Linked DNA regions of Hordeum vulgare: region 1 is linked to region 2. The links are chromatin contacts, called in public Hi-C maps. All regions are on one chromosome and are shown on one strand. The core of a region is the stretch at or near the end of the contact, and the rest is flanking DNA. Distances in the headings are between cores, read along the strand shown. Region 1 has its middle 89 kb from the start of LOC123429675. Region 2 has its middle 220 kb from the start of LOC123409135.

Region 1 (4,445 bases), core at 473-2,972, 420 kb before region 2:
AACCACGAGGAAGGCCAGAACAAGCGAGCATGGGTGCATGGCCTTCGCATGGCCATGTGATGCCACGTCTGCATCACACGTCAAACTCCACACACACACCCGAATACCCAGTCACTCCATCTCCAGTTAGGTTTTAGCATACGTACGACGCTTCGTGGCAAGAGAGAGGCAGCCAGCAGCCGGCGTCTGCAGACCGGTCAGAGAGAGAGACCAACGGCGGCGGCAAATTGATCGCTCCGAACGGGCTAACGGGCAGTCCAGCACGCCCAACACCAAGCGGCCCTGTGGTGACGCACTCACTCAGGCGCGGTACTTGGGGAAGCTTGGCGGTGGCGCCTCGGACCTGTCAAAATCCACGGAAAAGGACGCACGGATGGGATCGGGTCCAGGCCGACGAAACGCAGCGCCGCTTGTTGGATTGGATTGGAATTTTTGGTTTCCTGCTTTCTCCTGCGCATGATCGTTTCTTTTCCATGTCCAGACGTTTCTCTTTTCACAAAGATAATCCAGACCATACGTCTCTGCACTCCAACCTGTCTGCAGATTATCCATAATAAATAAATAAATAAAAGGAGGTCGCCATATTCTTGGCTTGCAGATTTTTTATCTAGTTCCCTTGTTTTTCATCCATCATCCGTCACTGGCGCGCCACAACAGAATCATAATACCGCGATTGTGTATGTAAATATGTGCACTGATTCATGGCACGACTCCCGTTTCAATTCAGTCTCTTAAAACGCTCCGGCAGGATGTGCGTACATTAGCGTTCGTGCTTACGCAACTAGCCAACGTTTTTCTTCTGTATTGAAATTAATGCAATGAACTTGCAAGTTGAAGCTAAATTTCCGGTTACGTCCCTTTCGTTGATGACACGGGCTCACGGAAAATTCAGATAAACAGCGTACAATGTACATGGACAGCCGGACCGCGAGAAAGTCAGACTAATTAAATCGCAAGAGACAGATTGTGATGGGCCATTTCGTCCTATACAGTCCCCGGTTTTGGGAGAAAACTGTAAAATATATACTGCGTGTGGTTCAGATATTTGATTGGATAACGTGACGTACACGTTCACCACAAGGACACAAAGATGCAAGTGAAAAAAATATACACTTCAATTAAATAAGCTGCTGAGAATAACCATATACTATAATATCTTCAAGTGATGTTTCACACCCTCCGTTATCTTTGAATTTCGAATGTACTTCCCCGCAAAAAAAATAAAAGAAATTGGAATGTACTCGTAGGAAAGAAGACGTGGCAAGAAGTTATTGCTAGCTTTGTGATGAAGCAACGAGGCAGATATATAAATAAATAAATACTACTACACGATGACATGAACGCCCAGTGACAATTCCTATCGGGTGCAGCAGTGGATTTGAAGATAACGCCAATGCTTGGTCCTTTGTGCGGAACGTGAGGGGGCTTGTCGTTCTCCTCGCAGAAGACCCAAACCACATTTTCACGTTCCCACCACCAACGTCACCTCCTAGACCCATCTCCAAGACCAGCCCGTGCACCTCACGCTACACGAACGCCTGGCCGCTTCCACCTCCACATGTGTTATCGAGTCCCGTCCTAGTGTGTTTGTTCAAAAAAAAAAGTACCGGCCTAGTGTTGATCCTTTTCGCTGTTGCGGTCCGCCCGATGCCCTCCGATCACTAGTGGTGTAACCCGGCCGGTGCGACAGCGCAGCGGCACTGCCAACCTAGAGAAACTTCGCGACCGCCGCGCGGACTGCAACGACGCGAGCGCGCGTCTCCGTTGAGGACGGGGCCGCGCTGAGTGCGACGCCGCACGAAGCGCACTGGCCGTGTCGATCCTGGCTGGTGTCCCTTCGTTGCCTGCACGGCCACGGCTTTGTTCTTGTTGGTTTCTCGGGAGGGCTTTCCACGCGCCAGCGTTGCCCTTGTTTCCACCCTCGTCGTCAATATCTCCCAGCCTGGTGTCTCCTAGCCCAGCCATCTCACCGACGAAATTTTTCCTCCTCTTTTTATTGAGTATATATTGATTATTAGGAAATATAAGATATTTTAGGATTTGTTCTATCTTGTCTTCTATTTCAAGTTGATCATTTTGCTTTTATATATATATATATATATATATATATATATATATATATATATATATATATATATATATATATATATATATATATATATATATATACTAGCAAAAGGGCCCATGCGTTGCAACGGGAAAAATAAATACCACACGCTCTTATTTTATAAAAAATGGTCTATAATCTGAGAATTTGTAGTTACGACACAAATAAAGATGGTCTTATTCTACAAAAATGCAGTTTAAAATTTCACAGGTCTTCTATTTTAACACGGCTTGCATGTAGATTTAATACGTACAAAGAATCAGTCAAATGACCTTCAGTTTCATCTCTAATCCTGATTTTGTTGACTTGTTCATCCCCAACCTAGATGAGTACCCGTATGAAAGAAAGACGAATAATGACTTATTTATTAAGATTGCATCCTAGATAGTATTTTTATTAAACGTTTAACAGATAAAATAATATCATATTTAAATTCTACATATTTTTCTAATCAAATTCCATATATAATATGTTAAATTTGGAGTTACGGTTTATTAAAAGATATGAGTATTTTAAAAAACATTTATTATATACTACAAGTTTAATGTCATAAACAGTAAGGGCTTTGTTGTAAAATCACCTCGATGGGTTTTCCGACGGAAGCGATAGCCTCTTTATTATTAGGTAAAGATATGTGTGTGTGTGTTCATGAGGGTCAAATAATACAATAATTATTTTATCAATCCTTCTATTCCCTTCAACATGGTATCTGCCGCAAGTTCCTTGACCTAGCCACCGTCGGCGCCGCTTCCGCACCGCCCGCCGCCCTCGGGGTAGTCGGCCTCCACGATCGCCGTCGAGGGCCGCGCCGTCCGTACCTAGGATTCGTTCGCTAGTCTTGCTGACCAACTGCCCTAGAGAGTCTTTTTTTCGATCTCTTGATTCAGGTTTCTCTCGTTTGCCGGTCTCTTGATCGGCGTTTTTCCTTTTTGGTTTTTCGATTTAAGATTGGTTTGCGTCGCCCGCCGCCGCCGTCGACCACCGCGCCTCTACTTCAACGTCGACGCGATCCAACCTCTACACCGACCCGGCGGCGTCGCGCGATGTGGCCGCTCCTCACGGGCGTCGCCCACCGCCGCCGTCGACCACCACGCCTCTACTCCAACATCGGCACGATCCGGCCTCTACACCGACCCGGCGACCTCGCGCGATGCGACCGCTCCTCACGGGCGTCGCCCGCACGTCTGCTCGCCTGTCGCCCTGCACCGGCCGTCGCTGCCCTTCTCCGACCGAGACTGCTTTATCATCAAAAGCCTCCACAGTCGCCTCATACGATCGCGCAACGGATGCCTCTGGTCAGCTGCGTCGGGCCGACTCCCGGCTCTGTCGGCGTCGGCCTCGCCGCCTGCCTCGGGCCGGCTTCCGGCTCCGTCCAGCGTCGGCTGCCGGTTTCGGCGTGTCGGCCTCGCCGCCTACCTCGGGCCGGCTGCCGGTTCCGGCCACGTCGGCCCTGTCGCCTGCCTCGGGCCGGCTGCCGGCTCCGACCGCATCGGCCTCACTGCGTGCCTCGGGCCGGCTTCTGGCTGGCTACCGTGGTTGCCTTGTTAGCTTCCTCGCGTCGGCTGCGTCGTCCGCCTCCCCAGGCCGGCTGCCGGCTCCGGTTGCAACCGTTCTCGGCCGCATCGGGTCGGTTGCGTCGCACCGGCCTCCACTCGGATGCCGCCACTCCGCCTTCACCAAGCGACGTCCCTGATATCCCGCGTGATCCGATTGATCACCCGCCTGCGAGCGATCCGCCTCGTCTATGCAGTGCGACCGATCTGGCCCGTCGGTTGCATGCGCCTTCGCTAGTCCCGCGAAGACTGTCGCGAGTAAAGCGCGCCTCTCCACAGACCGAGCACCGGACTGCCGCTGCGTCGCCCCATCGGGCCGTAGCGTCGCCGCCCTATGGTTCTCCTCGCGGCTGCACCGACCCACGGCCCGCCGCTACTCTGCCCTTTCGGGCTATAGCGCAGTGGCACACGGTCCCCACTGCCACCCGAGGCCGTCCCTGTGGCTGCACCGACCCGCGCATCGCCGCTGCGTCGCCCCTTCGGGTCGTAGCGTCGCGGCACGCGGTCTACGCCGCCACCCGAGGTCTTCCTGTCGTAGCCCTGACCCGCGCGATGCTTCGTCGCCCCTCCGGGTTGTAGCGCCGCGGTGCACGGTCCACTCCGCCGTCCCCGTGCGTCGACTTCCCGTGGTATGCGCCGCGTCGTCTCCCTTGGTGCGAGAACGTCATTGTCCGCGCCGGTCTTCGTCACGCTGTCGGGTTCTTCATCGCCTACTTCAAGCATCGTCGCCGCGTTCATAACCAGCCACCGCCGCCGCTCTTCTTCGGTGCCGCTACAGCTCTCTC
Region 2 (4,607 bases), core at 567-3,066:
TTGATAGATGTCAACCTAAACCTTTCCCTCAAAAAAAGGGTAAACTTCACACGAATATCAAGAACGATTACTCATCCAACATGAAACAAACCAATCCCCCCCCCTCTCTCTCTCTCTCTAACACAAACGAAAAGAAATAAAAAAAGTGCCCAACTTATGCTAATTTGTCGTCTCGATAAAGATAGCGGGTAACGGTGCTTTCGGACACACTGAGAGCATCTATAGCCGGACCCCTCAAATCCGATCCCTCAAACGTCCACGGACGTGCCGGGCGCGTCCGCAGACTGTGACCGATCATGTCTTAAATAATGCAGTCTACATCCGAATATCTCAACTTAGAAACCTTGAATCCATATTATTACTTGCAACATAAACCTAATACTAAGCGGAGCTCGTCCGGCTTCGTCGTGCCCATGTCCGGTGCCTGACTGCGTCCCTCATAGTGTCGTTCCGGTCACCGACGAGGTAGGATAGGACATGTGACACTAGTTGGTTCACGGGAGTCGAGCTCCCGTCGTCTCCCGTGCCCTACTCTTCCTCGTCGGAGCCCGTAACCCGGACGGTGCTAGTTGATGTGAGGTCGATGACGGATCCTTCGTGGGAGGAGCCGATGTCCACCACGACGCGGTTGCGTCGACCGCAGTGTTGCATCCTACGGGGCGCCGAAGAGTGTGACTCCACCTCTCCAACATCCGCCTTCGCGAGGGCCTTTGACGTATCCCGTGTCCGCTACCTCGCCCGGCGGGCACGCCGCACCATGACATCATCCGAGATCGACCATGCTTCGTGCTCAGCGCGTGAACGAAGGGGTTGCACTTCCGCCACGGCGTTCGGACGCGAGACGGATAGCACCGCCTCCGGTGAGGCAGCAACGCCGGATCCAACCATCGGTTGCGCGGATGCAATGGATTCCCGACATTGTGAGACTGAGCGTTGCCGTTGTGCAGCCGCCTCCCGGGAGCGGCGGAGCGCAAGCCGGATGGTCATCGCCTCCTTGGAACCGCGTGGGATGAGCTCGTGGTCGACAGATTTGGAGGTGAAGGACTCAGATCTGCTGCCAACCATGTGAGAGGTGACCTTGAGTGGCGAATGAGAGTGAAGGGAAATGGAGTAAAGTGGCTAGGGTTTGGTCCGGCGGACGGATGGGGACGAATATATGTTGGGTAGATGCGGGTCAATACGGGCCAAGCGGGCGTGCCCGGGCACGTCCCGGCCCCCATATCCGCATCATATTTGAACTGAAAATGAGGATGCCGGTTAGACCGGATGTTTGAGGCTGATTTCAAAGGTCCATCTGGCCGGACAATGCCCGGACGTTTGAATATGGTTTGAAAGGTCCGGGTGTAAATGATCTAAACGTCCATAGGTTTATGTTCGCTGCTTAATGAGTGGTTAACTCCTCTGCGGTTAGTACGCGTGTGAATTTCTCCTAATGTCATGTGTAACTAACGATGTCTTCTCCTCACATTCCTCCAACAAAATGAGGACGACACCACCGCAAAGAAAAGCACTAACCTGAACACAATTAAAGTTTCTAACCCATAAAAGAAGAATGGTATGGCAAAGCGCGCGGCCAAAACACATCCAATCAAACAATGATACGTAGGAAATGCTGGTGTAGCAAGTATAGCAAGTAGTACTGGCATTATAGTTGACCCGCTGTTTGTGAGATAAGACAGGCCTACGTTGCATGCGCAAAGACTGCAGGTGATGGCGATGCGATCATGCGAATCCAAACCACCTGCAGCTAGCGGGTGGTGATGAATATGATGGCTTGCAATCGAAAGCACTGACCACCAAACCCTGCAGGCAGAGTGGCACCAAGGGCGGGAGAAAGGGATGGCTCAGAGGAGAATGCCACGGCACGGGCACGGGCACATAGGCGGGCGCAGGGGAGAGCACCGGAAAGAAAAGGAGGAAGGAATAATGGAAAGGCTGATACTGCTTGTCTCCATGCAACCCCACCTCACGCGGGCAGGGCAGAGGAGGTTTCCTTGAAGTGGCAACAACTAAAGAAGGCCACGCATGTGATAAAAGTCCCGTGTACCACTGCCCCATTGCACGCACGAGCAGCAACAGTCCAAGGGAAGTTGTGTTGTCTGCTTCCCTCGTGTCCTTTTCGTAGATTCCCTAGTCAGTGTAGGGGATCCCCATGCTTTCATCATCATGAGGATGAGCAATGGGGTGCGCCGTACGTACGGGTAAAGGAAAAGGGCTAAAGGGAAAGCCGGAAAAGGAGAGGATTTTGGCAGAGGGAACTCACCACAGGACGGGAAACAAAGGAGTAAAAATGGGGCGTCTTTTGTTGCGTGGAGTCATGTCCCACCTGCTTCTTTTCACGGGAGTTTCCACGGTTCGTATGATCCAGCTACGTGGGAAGGAGTCATTCTATTGTCAATTTACGTGTCATTTGTTTCTAGGTCTAACAATGACAAACTTTACAATACAATGTTGCCAAACTTGTTTAAGATTAAGAAGATGTTTGGGCAGAACATCTCCCACGCCGACTCTCAAACCATACGTTCGGACCTCACGGTTCAAATCGCAAATGTCATCCAACGCGGATCTATATCAGTTTTTCGAACGGTACGGACGTGCATTTTCTCGTAAACGAGAGATAAATGTAAAAGTTTTACCGCGTTCGGACAACACCCATAATGAGGACATCAATATCATAGTTACATCCACAACCGCTCCTAATATACATACAGAACCAATTACAAGAGCTCGGTCACGTCAATTAAATTATCAGATATTTTCATTTTTTGGAAATGATCCTAATGTTCATGAGAATATGATGTTGCCTAAAATAGATACATGTGTGTTGGTTACTAATGAAGGGCTTAGCATGGACAAGGAGGATGAACACTGGAGCAGGACCAAGCGTGAAGATAAAAGCACGCACAAAGAGAGAATTTTCAGGACTTTCAAGCCACATAATAACACACAAGGCCATTGGCAAAATATACAATATACCCCTTCATAAATTTCGTCGATAGCTTATTATATGTGTTGAGTCACTTTATTTTGAGCTAGACCCATTCAATTTGAAAATATTGCCTCAACGACTTAGGAGGTGTTTTAGTCTCACCTTGCCAAGGGTGAACGAAATTTCCTCCCTTTCCTCTGTAAATACAACTCTTATGGCACCTTTTAGATTTGGATTTGATTAAAGTTCGTCATAGCTGCAACTCGGGTCCTTCGTTTGTATTCAACGACTAGACCAAGATGTCAAAGAACCCCACTTTCATTTAGGAGAAACATTAAACGGTGTATCTTCGTATGTTTGAGGAGTCCAACCATGAAACTCACGTTGCCATCATTCTTTCCATAGAAACTACAAGATTCTTTTAAGTAGAAGAAATATGCAAATCTGAAAAGGGAAAGAAAAGATTTAACAGAATAAATACCTAGTGTGGAGTCAATATTATGTGTAGTCTCGCAGTGCATCGCGTTCGCCAAGACATCCTCGTCGATTAAAGATAGTGTGGGCCACTACATAGGTGTTTATTTCCTATCTTGTAATGTTTTATTGTGATCGGCTTTGTTTGACACTCTACTTAATAATTACCAAGTATAGTTATGTGCATCACAATAATGCAACGCCAAAGGTTTAACTTCCTTTTACCTGAAAAAAGGTTTAAGTTTCTTTTTTTCTAAAATAATTTCACTATAAATCGAACACCTGATTATTTTAACATTCAAAATTGAATATATTTTATGAAAAGTTGTTGTTGTGAGGATGCGATTTTTCTTTATAAAGCATGACAAATTCTTTCCATGTTCAGCTTTTGCCAAGGTTAACCATGCTTCTTGCCACTTGGTTTGTATCGTGAAATCTACTCCCTCCATTCCTAATACTTGTAGTTGAGGAGAACTAGACTAGTTCTTTTTAATGGTGTAATCTACTCCCTCCATTACTAAATACTTGCAGCTCAGGAGAACTAGACTAGTTCACCCCAACTACAAGTGTTTAGGTACAGAGAGAGTAGCATTTTTTAGCCAAAATACTGATGTTATACAAGAACAGATTCTTGCCTTCTTCTGAATATTGATAATGAAGCAGTCTCAGATAGGTATCTGGGTCTACGTACTCTTGTTGGTATAGACATGAGTGACTGTTTTAAGCACCTCACTGAAAGAATTATGCAGAGGATTAATACCTAGAAAGAACAAAGTTTCTTAGTCGTTGGGAAAGATACTTTACTCAAACCAATTGCCGAGGCCATTCCAGATTATGCAATGGGAGTCTTTATATTACCAAAATCAATTTGTAAATACACAGCTGATGTAATTGCCAAGTTCTCGTGGGGAGATGATGATAACAACAAGAAAATGCACTCGTTTGCATGGTGAGAACTTTGTTTTCCAAGGAGCCTTGTAGGCTGGGAAAACGCAACTTATACTCGTGTAACCTAGCTATGCTGACATAAAAAGTTTGGAGAGTCTTATGCAATCCCAATTTCTTACTTTCTAGAATACTAAAAGTGAATAATATCCAAATCAAAGAATTCTTGAAGTTGGATAAAAAAATGGCTCTTCTTGCACATGGCAAAGTATTTTTGAGGGCATCCAAACCGTCAATAGCGGTTGTATTTGGAGAGAAT

Evidence for each region. Hi-C and Micro-C count contacts between places; a contact is called where the count stands out from the background.
Region 1: a contact with region 2 is called in a Hi-C map of seedling, with 3 times the contacts expected there. The contact joins two enhancer-like sites. A contact is called at or near these places in 3 of 6 Hi-C or Micro-C datasets (leaf and seedling).

The regions. Positions count from the first base shown.
Region 1 is chr1H:240,017,553-240,021,997 of MorexV3_pseudomolecules_assembly, reverse strand. No RefSeq gene overlaps it. Among protein-coding and RNA genes, the nearest start is that of LOC123429675, 89 kb to the left of the region's middle. Within about 2 kb of position 1,722, at least 3 of the 3 cell types and tissues checked have open chromatin away from gene starts, as enhancers often do. A contact at or near this core is called in leaf and seedling, where this site is marked.
Region 2 is chr1H:239,602,135-239,606,741 of MorexV3_pseudomolecules_assembly, reverse strand. No RefSeq gene overlaps it. Among protein-coding and RNA genes, the nearest start is that of LOC123409135, 220 kb to the right of the region's middle. Within about 2 kb of position 1,816, at least 3 of the 3 cell types and tissues checked have open chromatin away from gene starts, as enhancers often do. A contact at or near this core is called in leaf and seedling, where this site is marked.